Regions from separate parts of the Mus musculus genome. Here regions 2 and 3 are each linked to region 1. The links are chromatin contacts, called in public HiChIP or PLAC-seq and promoter capture Hi-C maps. All regions are on one chromosome and are shown on one strand. Each heading gives the region's core, a stretch centred on a gene start, on an enhancer-like site or on the middle of the called end of the contact. The rest is flanking DNA. Distances are from core to core; before and after follow the strand shown.

Region 1 (3,606 bases), core at 744-3,243:
GGCGTTGTGTATTCTAGGCAGGTAATTTGCCAACTCCTACACCCCCCCCCCCCCAAAAAATGCATTTAGAACAGTTCCATCCCTCCTCCTCAGGGCTTCAATAGCCTTCCTTCTCTCCCAGACTTTACAAGACATAGCTTGGCTCTGCCTACTTTTTTGTTTTGTTTTGCTTTTTCAAAACAGGGTTTCTCTGTGTAGCCCTGGCTGTCCTGGAACTCAAGAGACCTGCCTGCCTCTGCCTCCTGAGCTGGGATTAAAGGTGTGTCCCGCCACGGCCTGGCCTCCTGCCTACATTTTTAGCCTTACCATTGGCCAAGCTCTCTGCTCTCCAATTTGCTCCCTCGATATTCCAGTTAGTTTGCAACTTATGTTCTCCTCATAACTACCTGGCTAACTCTAATAAAAATTTAGAGCCCAGACAGTCCACTTTGGTATTTCTCATATGTATACCACCTGGTACTGTGACCAAACCCAGACCCTTGAGCAGGTGCAAGCACTGTACCATTGGGCTACATCTCCAGTTGACATTTTTCTTATCTTTTTTTTTCTTCATGTTTGTGGATGTGGGTGTATTCCTAAATCATCATTCTCCAATATATATATGATTTATATTTTTCAGTGTACTGTTTTTGTTTTTTGTTTGTTTTTCTAGACAGGGTTTCTCTGTGTAACCCTGGCTGTCCTGGAACTCACTTTGTAGACTAGGCTGGCCTCGAACTCAGAAATCCATCTGCCTCTGCCTCCCAAGTGCTGGGATTTAAGGCATGTGCCACCACCATCCGGTTCAGTGTACTGGTTTTTGCCTGAATATATGTAACTGGAACTGGAGTTAAAGTTGAGGACTGCCATGTGGGTGCTGGGAACCAACCCTGGGTTCTCTAGAATAGTAGCTAGTGCTATTAACCTCTGGGCCATCTCTGTAGTCCACTATTTTATGTATTGAGGCAGGGTCTTTCTGGAACTCAGAGCTTGCTCATTGGCTAGTGTAGGTTGCCAGCTTGCCCTGAGGAAGCCATCGTCACCTCCCTAGCTCTGGTATTGCCATGCTAACCATCATTTCACTTGGGTTGGGGATCTTATCTTTGATCTTTACACTTGCCCAGCAAGTACTTTATCAGATGAGCCATCTCCACAGCCCTAGCGTTTTTTTCACAAATCTCTATAATTCTAATTTTCTAACATCGGAAAATTTATTTCAGTTTAGGATTTCACATTTATTAGCATGGTTTGTACATTTGATTACGGCTGTCTCCCCGTCTCCCTGCTACACGGAGAGACCTAGAGACAAGAACTTCAGTTACAGCCGTTATTACTGACTCTCCACAGGACCAATCTGCCAGACACATTGTTAACTCAGTAACCGTGGAGTAGAAGACATACAATTCATCATCTGACACAGATGTTTGCATAGTAAGATGGCAGCTCCGGAGAGAGACAACAGGGTCAGAAACAAGAATTTGGAGTTACCTCGTTTTACTCCCTTAAGCGATGTTAGCTGGGTTGACAGGGTTCTTGTTTGTGGGTTCTTTGTTGTTTTTGGTTTTGTTTTGTTTTTGAACCCTGGGTGTCCTGTAATTCCCTACGTAGATCAGGCTGGCCTGGCACTCACATAATCCACCGTCTCTGCCTTTCTGAGGGCTAGGATTAACGGCGTGTGCCACCATGCGTGGCTTAAAAACAGATTTGTAGCCAATGAAAGATCAACAGTACGTGGCTCACAATCATGTCATCGGATGCTGATGAATTTCCCCTTAGACGTCTTTCTTCAGGAAGTCCCTTCCTGCTCGGTTTTTTTTTTTTTTTTTTTGGCCAGGTCCGCAAATAATGTAGACAATCAATTCCGCAGCCCACTGAGCGGGTGCCTTCGTCCAATAGCTGAGCAGTAACGAACGGATTTCGCCCCACCCCGTACCGCCTCTTCCGTTTACGCTTCCTGGTGGCGACCGGAAATAAACGGGCGCTCCGGAAGTTAAAGGGCGTGTCCTGCTAGTTTGGTTTCCTAAACATGGCGGCGCCCTTATGTGTGAAGGTGGAGTTCGGGTGAGTGAGATCTGGGGCGCCTTGGGGATGGAGCGAAGCCATAAGGCTCGGAATTCCGGACCTCTCTTGGCCTGCCGAGGCTGTGTCGCCCTCCGAGAGCCGGGATAATCCCCTGGCCTCTGACTGACGCGGTCTCTGTGGGTGACGAGGCCGTGAGTCCGAGAGTTGAGGCGCACACACGGGTAGGGAGATGCGTTTGGAATCCTTCGCCTTGCTCTGTATCATGTAGGACTGGGAGGCATTGACAGTGAGCAGGCGGTCTTCCGGCATGTTTCACCCGTGCCATTCCGAGCCCGACTCGCCTTGTCTGGTTTTTGAGCTTCTAAGGGGAGCGCACGAGTAGAGACGAACCCTGCTGAATAATCTCAGTTCTGTCTTCCCGCCTAGTGCCTTCCTAGGGGAAGTCTTGGCCAAGACAGGACCTTCCTCTTTCTCAAACCTTGTGTGTGTGTGTGTGTGTGTGTGTGTTTTCGAGACAGGGGTCCTCTCTGTTTGGCTGTCCTGGAACTCACTCTGTAGATCAGGCTGACCTCGAACACAGAAATCCGCCTGTCTCTGCCTCCCAAGTCCTGGGATTAAAGGCGTGGGCCACCACCGCCCGGCATACCTTGGAGTTTTAATTAGATTTTAATCTTTTGCAAAGTAGTTTGGTAAGTGTCTTCTGCAGAGTCCAGAGGAGCTACCGGGGTAAATAAGCTGCCACGGAGGGAGTGACTAACATTGGTAGTATATTATCCTTACTGTGAAAAGGTTCAGAATCCGGGTACACATCACTACTTGAAGGAACACGGGGAAAAGTGAAGATTGTCTCAAATCACCATTGTGTTCTTCCAACACACAGAATGCTTGTCATGGTTTCAAAACCTGCAGAAGACAGACTTCTTCGGAAGCTGAGAACAAAGAACTGAGGCTTCTAGAGATGGGTGGTTGGTTTCTAGAATCTTATGGAAAAGCTAGGGGTGTGTGTGTGTTTGTGTGTGTGTGTGTAGATGAAGAAGCCAAGGTTGAAGTGAAGGGAAACTCAAGGGTAGAGAGAGATGTAAAATTCCTTCCAAATGCCTTTCTTCGCCTTGGATGCCCCCCATTCCTTTCATGTTGTCCCTTCACTAGGCAGTTCATTCACCAGTCATTTATTGAGTGCCTACCATGTGCCAGGCAGTGAGCCAGACACCAAGGATACAAAGATAAATAGCACTCTGTCTAGTCCCTGCAGTGTTCAGCATTTCTGTCCCTTGGAAGGGAGTAGTCTCATGAATGTTAAGTGCAGTTTAATTGATGATATTGTCTTGCTGCTTGGATCCAATTAGGTTGGTCTGGCTTCCTGACTGCTTTACCTCTTCGAACCTTAGCCCAGCTAACACGGTATCCTCCCACCTCCCAAACTGGGCTATGAGGGGACTTCCTGATGCCTTGACCAGCTTCAGCAGAACTGAGAAGGAAGAAGTTACAGGCTCTCAGTGTTAATGTCTGTTGGTAGCCAACTTGCCTTTCATTCTCACTGAGACGTGGTATTTACTCAGCAGAGATGTGATCTTTCTGCCAGATACTGTGCTGGCAACAGTAAGG
Region 2 (3,606 bases), core at 404-2,903, 1.2 Mb after region 1:
AGGCCCTGCCATGATTCCCCCAATAACTGAGGATGATCAGGAAGGGTACAAGTTGTTTTGGTCCTGGTCACAGCAGTAGGAAGCAAACTGAGACAATTGGGATTACATAACTGAGAGAGTAGTGGGCAGTAGTTACAAAAGCCAAAGAAGAACCCAGTGCTCTGCTCGCTGTGAATGGTGAAATGGGGGGTCGGGTGAGAGGCAATGAAGCAGTTGGCGCACGCTCCTGCAAAGCCATTTGATATTCTGGAAATCACAGAGTAAGGTTCTGCCAGTCAAGGGATCTGTATCAGAAGACATATGCCAGAGGAAAATTTATCAAAATGACCCTAAAACCTGAAGCCAAGGCTTGACAGGGACTGAGTAAGCACACCAGCACTGAGCTATCCCCACCATTTCTTGTTTACTTTATGACCCAGGTCTCATAGTTGCTCAGTCAGGCCTTAAACCTGTGATCTTCCCACACAGCTGGGACTACAGTGCTATGGCACTAGGATGGGCCTTGTTGATGCTGAGACCAGTTTCACTCTGCAGGCCCGGCTGGCACCAAACTCATGGTAATCCCACTGTTTCAGTTTCTCAAGTCTGGGAGTCTAGGTGTGAGGCAGCACACAATCCCAGTCAATCTGGTAGCAAGTTATAGTGCACACCCCTGGCAATGCACACGACGCAGCCTTCTAAAAAGGTTTTCTGGAAAACACACACCATGGTCAGAGGCTCACAGTAATATGATGATTTAACTCTTTAAAAGCATGGGATAAACTAAAAAAGAAATAGGTGGGAAATAAATGGAAATATTATTATAAATGCTGTCTCTCTACCTCAAGTTTTTTTCTTTTTCTTTATTCTTCTTATGAAGCCTAGGTTGCCCTCAAACTCCCTGTGATAGGATTGCACCAAACCAGGCTATTGTTTATTTATTATACTTTTTAACCTAAGTTTCCCAAATTCTTATCTCTTAACACGTTGTCAATCACAATTCATCAGTCCAGCTAAAATTTACAGTTAGTGACTTGGAGCAGACCCATAGACCATCAGGTTCAGGGCATGTGACAAACATTTATAAAGAACCTTAGTTCCCTCTATGATCAGTAGAACTGTATGTCAAAGGAGGGATTTGTGACTGCGACCCTAGCTGGAAATTTTTGTTTTAGCTGGAAATCAATGACGCCGCGACCACCCCCGTGGTACCCACCTCACCCCATTTGGCCTCTTCCGCAAGTTCTGCACCTCTCGGGTTTCTTCCAGTTTTAGCCTGGGGGAAAAAAAGGAATAAAAAGTGACGCACAGGTTGAGACCTGCGGAACTCAAAAGCCAAACTCCGTTCTAAGGACATGTCCCTTTGCCGAGTCCCTGATCCAGTGGTCATCGGCAGTCAGACCCATGCGACCCCGGGGCACCTCTCCCAGCCGCGATGTGGCCTTATCCCTAGGAGCCTCTGCGTGGCGCTGGCCGGTATCCAGTCCCAAGCCTGTCTCAGCAACACGTACCGAACCTCCTCTGATTCTTGTTCATCCTCCTCCGACTCCGAGTCAGCCCGGCGCCGGCGGAATGTTTTCCCAGTAATCCGCATAGCGGAACCAGACCCTTGGCGCTGCGTTACCAGACGCGTAGTCCAGGGAACCTCTCTCTTCCGGCGCGCAGAAGTGTCGTCAGAGCGTCGGCTGCACTCAGACCCGCCTCCGCCTTGCCAGGCCACACCCCAAGCCCGTAGGGCCCCGCCTCAGCAGGGCAGGCAACCACTCCGAACTCCGAAAAGCAAGGGCAGGTATTGCCGCGTGGCCACACCCTCGACCACGCCCATCGAGTAACCATGCTCACCGCTCAACAGGACGGCCTTCGAACCACACGGTGAAACCCCAGCAGCACGGCCACTCCCCCGACTCCCGGCATGCTTGGGCACTCACCACTCGCACGGCCACGCCTCCGGCGTGCCCGGTACCGCCCTCTAGTAGGCTGTGACCTGTGACACCGCCCCCGCTCCTGGCATAGGCTCTCCCGATTGGACGTCTGACGGTGAGGAGGCGGGGCGTGGCAGGCAGAGCCACAAGACTCTAGGCAGCGCCGCGGTGGGCTAGCTTGACTGACAGGCGGCGCGGTTGCGACGGCAGGTGAGTTTCTGACGGCTGCTGCCTGCTGCCGGGGGCTGGGCCGCTAGAGCGGGGATCATCGTCCAGCCGCTGGGAGCAGGGGAGGCCTGGCTTTGCGGGGCGGCCAGGACCTGGTAAGAGGTCCCCGCCGCCTATCATCCCATCACCGACTCCCGTGCCCGCCCCGAACCCCCACGGCTCTGGCTTTTGAGCAGGCCGCACGTCGCTTGGAAGGCCAGCAGGAGGCCACTCGGGCTCCAGGGCTCGGACGTGCACATTTATTCCTCACTCACAAAAGCTGATCACCTTGCCGGGGGTGAATATCAGTCCCGGTGCTGACTGTCCATACCAGGTTGGCCTGCAGCCATTCGTCCCTAGGAGAGGTACCACTGACGTTCAGAGGCCAGGGACTGCTCTTTGAGAGCTTGGGAGGACTCGTTTGGCCTGGAGGACTGTCGCTCTGCCATAAGCACCTTACACCCCCGAGATGTTGCGACGGTAGTTAGTTTTTAAAGGTGTCTATAAACACTTATAAGATGGATAAGTGCATGCGTAATAGCTCACATGGGACTTTTAGGGACTCCTTAATTACTAGTTTCCTCTGGAGCACAGCGCTTCTTACTCGACACTTAACTGTGGCAGGCACTGGGGTAAGCAGTCTCTTCTAGAAGCCTTCCATCAAATCCCACGAAGTAGATGCAGTTGGGTCTCTCTTTCAAAAAACGAGGCTACCGAGGCGTAAGAGAAGTAACCCGTACTTCAAGTTCTGCAGCTGGGAGGTGAGGCTGGGTTGGGGACAGAGCTTTCACAGCTGCAGGGTGTGCTTCAGGGACAGCGGGCCTCTGTGGGTCTTCCCTGCTGCTGCTGCAGCTGGTGTGCCAGCTTATGGGCTGGGGGAGGGGCTGATGGACACTTTTTCCAGAAGACTATTCTGAAGCAGGGAGGGCATGTCTGCCATGCCTTGGCTTTTTTCCAGAACATTTTTTTTTCTGAAGTTGTCATATTCCCCTTAGACTGGGACAAAGAGAAAACTCGGGATGTCTTGAAACAGCCTTTTAGCTTTGATCAAAGAGGCATTAAGTATCAAAAGTCTTGACCCCACTGGAGATTAGATCAACCATCTTCAGATGTCGATGGCAGTCATTGGACACCATGTCTCTGTTGGCTGAAAAAGAGGCACCTTGGGAACTGCTGCATGAATCCAGGGACTTGGGTGTACAATTCTCACAGGCTCAGAGGTGGCTCTTAATTTCCCTGCCTAACCATGCCTTACCCCTTAACCTCTAGGGTACTGGGCCTCTCTGGTGCCTCCAAGGAAAGTCACAAGGTCAAGAGCATTTTGAGACATTCCTCATTTGAAGATACAGAGAGGGACATCTGATACAAACAAGTTGTCCCTTGTTTGTATCTGCATTCCCATCCTTGAAGCCAGAATGCCAGGTGATACCAACTCCCTGGGCTCTGGCAGACGGAGTTGATTCTCGTTTGACACAAGTGCCGCTTGGAGTGTGGCAGC
Region 3 (3,606 bases), core at 348-2,847, 1.0 Mb after region 1:
AGAAATCACCTGCCCTTAGCTCTGGGCATTGCCAGTGTATTCTCTACATGGTAGAAGGATTGATCTGGAAGATGTGGGAGTAGAGGCGCTAAGAGCCCCCAGAAAGACACCCACAGGAAAAGAACAAGGGAAGTCACCCCAAAGACCGGAGGAAAAGCAGTGGCTGGGCCTGGCTGCCTAGTCCTCCTCACCCCACCCCCATCCTCAGGATGCTGCTGACCTTCGAAATTGAGGTTGGCCCCACTCTGCAGAAGGACAGCAGCTGCCCGGGTCAGGCCCAGCTCAGCCATCTTCAGCAACGCATTGCTCACGCCTTCCTGGTAGAATGGAGAGTGAGCCTTCTGCTCCAGCAGCTCCGTGAGGACCAGGATCCGGCTCTCCTCGCTGGAAGCAGAACTGTGCACCAAGAGGCAGAACAGAGAAAGTGGGAACTCACGGGGGCCAGTGGCCCTAGCCTGTGTGCCCTTTCACAAGCATCCACACAAGCTGCGCATGCTCTGTGGGGCACAACTCTTTCTTGGTCAAAAGCATTAAGTGATTTCAAAGCCATCCTTCAGCATGCTGTCAAAGTGCTGGCTCTGCCCCATCTTCTCTCACACCACCTTGAGGGTAGCCCTAAAGCTCTCACCCTTCCTAGACAAAACTACCTACTAAGTGCATCTTGGGCCTGGACGCTGTTCCATATGTTACCCCAGCTCTGACAACGGCCCAAACACCACCTTCAGAGTCACCTGGCCACGACGCGCCTTACTTGCTCTTCGCCCTAATCTCACCCACCAGACCTCTTGCAACAGGTGGGCCCTAAGATCTGACCAACGCCCGGACACAAAACGCTTATCTGGGGCAGCCCTCCTAAATATGCTGGGCTCCGCCAAAGGAGGGCAGTAGCGCCTTGTTGTGCAGCCCTGCGGCCCCGCCTCCGAGTTCTTAAAAACGCCTGGCACTGCATTTACAGAGTAGGCCGCAGAGGAAAGGGCTGATGTGGTTTAGAAAAGACATCCTTGGTGAGACTGCTAGCTCCTCTGCCCCACCCTACTCTGCATCTCAGACCGCGATGCCGGTCTGGGTGCTCGCTTGTCTCTGTAGCACAAGCACTCCGAAGGCGTAGCGCTCCGAGTACCCAAGGAGGTCTGCACAGGGCACACGGACCACACCGGCTTGCTTCCCCAGAGGCTCTCGGAGAGGCCTGCTGTCTGCCGAAAGTCCGGTCGGCCCCAGCCAGGACGTCTCCAGCATCCATGCACAGGCAGCAGAGGCCCGGGTCTTCTGCCCTACAAGACACTCCGAGCCCGCCTCAGGCTGGAGCTCGAGCTCGCGGCCACGCAGCTCCCACTCCCGCTGCGACAACCACAGAGGACCGCAGCGACTTACTCATCCAGGGGCTCCTGCCGCTCCAGATCCTGGATGCCCAGGGCGCCAAGGATGGCGTCCACTAGGGGCTGGTACTCAAAGATGATCCTGCGGAAGCCGTGCAAGAACGGCATGGCGTCGGCCGCGTGTTCCGACACCCACAGGCCACCACCTCCCGATCTACCGGTTCAGACCCCGCGCCGGTGAGCAATCCTCCCAGGCCCCAGTTCCGCACCGGAAGTTATCCTACCACTCCTACTTCCGGTCCGTGCGGGCCTTTGAGGGAGCATGTGAGTCACACTGCCCCCTGCCGCCGGGGAGGACCTCGCGGCGATCATCACTGTCCGGCTCCGCCCCGCACTGAAATTCCCCGCGAGGCCGCTGAAGGGCGTCTGAGCTCCGACGGGGCATGCGGCCCCGCTACTGACTGGCTCCAATCCGAGGTGACACAGGCCCTATTCGGAGCCTGAACACTACTTTCTGCAGCCTACTTGACTTTGGCCACTCTCTAAGGAAAGGCTGCAACCACCTCAGTTTCTCCACTGTGTAGACCAAGTGGCGTAATGAGGATCTTGCACCCCAACTCTTCCCCACAGACGCTGGGGGCAGTTCCTTATTCTCTGTCCCTTGACGCCTAGCCAAACAGGCTGCCCACTTTTCCCACTTTTCACTGGAGGGACTCTGTGAACCTTCATGTCCTGATCTGGAAAATTGGCATAATATCACTTGCCTAGACCCTGAGCAGGAGGAAGCTTTGACATAGCAGAAAGGACTGTACCAGGTAGCGTCCCCCTACGCAAATTTGAGTGGCTGCAACTTTGAGTCCTGCGGCAAGGCCCTGATGACTCTAAAAAGGTCAGTTATGGGGAGGTGTCAATGGTCCTGAGGCTGCACCATCATAGGTGTAGCTCCAATCCCTTATGGGGGCTTGTGTTCTCTCTGCTTGGCACCTGCCATCTGCCATAGAGTTACTGGCTTGGAACAAAATTTCTTCTTTGTTTTAACCAAGAGCCTTCCTGCCTCCACTTCTCAAGTGTTGGGATGCTAGGCTTGGTTCCAGGATAGCCCAGGACACCAAACCCAGTGGCCAAGGATCTTACACAGAATGGGTACACAGCTCCTCTCATGACCTATTTCAGCTCTATGGGACTCTGCACCCAACAGAGTAAACACCAGGTTGGTCATTGTTTATTGGGTTGTTAAGGGAATAATGGGGAAAAAATCTGTACAGGGGCTGGAGAGATGGCTCAGCAATTAGGAATACTGGCTGCTCTTGCAAAGGACCTAGGTTCTGTTCTTAGCCTGCCAGGACTACATAGTGAGGCTCTATCTCCAAGAGGGGGGAGGAGTCGGGTGGAGGGTGGCAGGTTACTGGAGAGATCTTGATCAGCCCAGGTTCAGCTCCCAACACCCTCATAGTGGCTCACAGCCACCCATAACTCTAGGCCAAGGGGATCTGGTGCCCTCTTCTGGACGCTGTGGGCACAGGCACAAAAGTGATGCACATATGGCCATGCAAGCAAAACATCCCTATTCATGGGGAAAAAAAAAAAAAAGTTCCCCTTTGGGCCTGGGAGTTGGCTCACCGAGCAGAATGCCTCGAGTTCCATACCCAGCACCATGAAGACTGGACATCGTGGCTTCCTGCTTTGGGTCTGTGCCTTTGTCCAGGTCACTTCTCCTTTCCTCAGTGGCTCCAGCACTTGGCTTTGGAGGCTGCCCTGATCCAGAATAGCAGTAGTTTAGCCTCCTGACATCTACAAGACCCTTCTTCCAAATAAGGTCACTTTGAAGGTCCCCAGACTAGAGCTTCAGTGGAACTCAGAGGGCAGAATACAAACCCCATGCAACAGGTGAATCTAGGTGTGGTCCTTCTGGCCTTGGCCTCACCATCTTCCCCTAGCCTAGCCTTTAATGGCTGATCCGTCTCTCCAGCCAGTCTTCACCTCTGACTTGATCACTTGCCTGGCTCTCACAGGCCGAGGTCCAATGAAAGGCATCTTGATGTCACCAGTGTCTGAGAGAAGGGACAGGCAGAGTAAGAAGAACTGGGCTGCTGAGCTGGTTCAGGAGGTGGAGGCTTGCCACCAAGCCCTGTGGCCTGAGTTCAGTCTTTAGGACCCTATGGCAGAGGGAGAGAACAGACACCTACAGGTTGTCCTCTGACCTCTACACACATACAGCACGTGTGGATACATGCATACTTAGTGTAAATACACATAGAACACATGAGAATTAACTTGCATTTATTGGAGC

What was found. Promoter capture Hi-C pulls out the DNA fragments that hold promoters and counts their contacts. HiChIP or PLAC-seq counts read pairs in DNA pulled down with a chosen protein or histone mark.
Region 2: a contact with region 1 is called in an HNF4G HiChIP or PLAC-seq map of pancreatic cancer cells. The contact joins the promoter of BC005624 here to the promoter of Urm1 in region 1. A contact is called at or near these places in 2 of 39 promoter capture datasets (liver and pre-B cells), 1 of 484 Hi-C or Micro-C datasets (CD4 T cells), 1 of 115 datasets of contacts at active chromatin or transcription factors (pancreatic cancer cells) and 1 of 9 other capture datasets (adipose tissue).
Region 3: a promoter capture Hi-C map of pre-B cells shows a contact between it and region 1, with 2.7 times the contacts expected there. The contact joins the promoter of Asb6 here to the promoter of Urm1 in region 1. A contact is called at or near these places in 3 of 39 promoter capture datasets (erythroid cells, liver and pre-B cells), 2 of 115 datasets of contacts at active chromatin or transcription factors (pancreatic cancer cells and thymic regulatory T cells) and 1 of 9 other capture datasets (liver).

What each region holds. Positions count from the first base shown.
Region 1 is chr2:29,825,396-29,829,001 of GRCm38.p6, forward strand. It overlaps Urm1 (ubiquitin related modifier 1), which reads left to right and starts at 1,994. Exons shown (of 5, transcript NM_026615.4): 1 at 1,994-2,040. The coding sequence starts at 2,006.
Region 2 is chr2:30,980,288-30,983,893 of GRCm38.p6, forward strand. BC005624 (cDNA sequence BC005624) reads right to left here and starts at 1,654. Exons shown (of 9, transcript NM_144885.2): 1 at 1,491-1,654; 2 at 1,196-1,255. The coding sequence starts at 1,573. Usp20 (ubiquitin specific peptidase 20) reads left to right here and starts at 1,992. Exons shown (of 25, transcript NM_028846.5): 1 at 1,992-2,111.
Region 3 is chr2:30,826,703-30,830,308 of GRCm38.p6, forward strand. It overlaps Asb6 (ankyrin repeat and SOCS box-containing 6), which reads right to left and starts at 1,598. Exons shown (of 6, transcript NM_133346.2): 1 at 1,372-1,598; 2 at 221-396. The coding sequence starts at 1,484.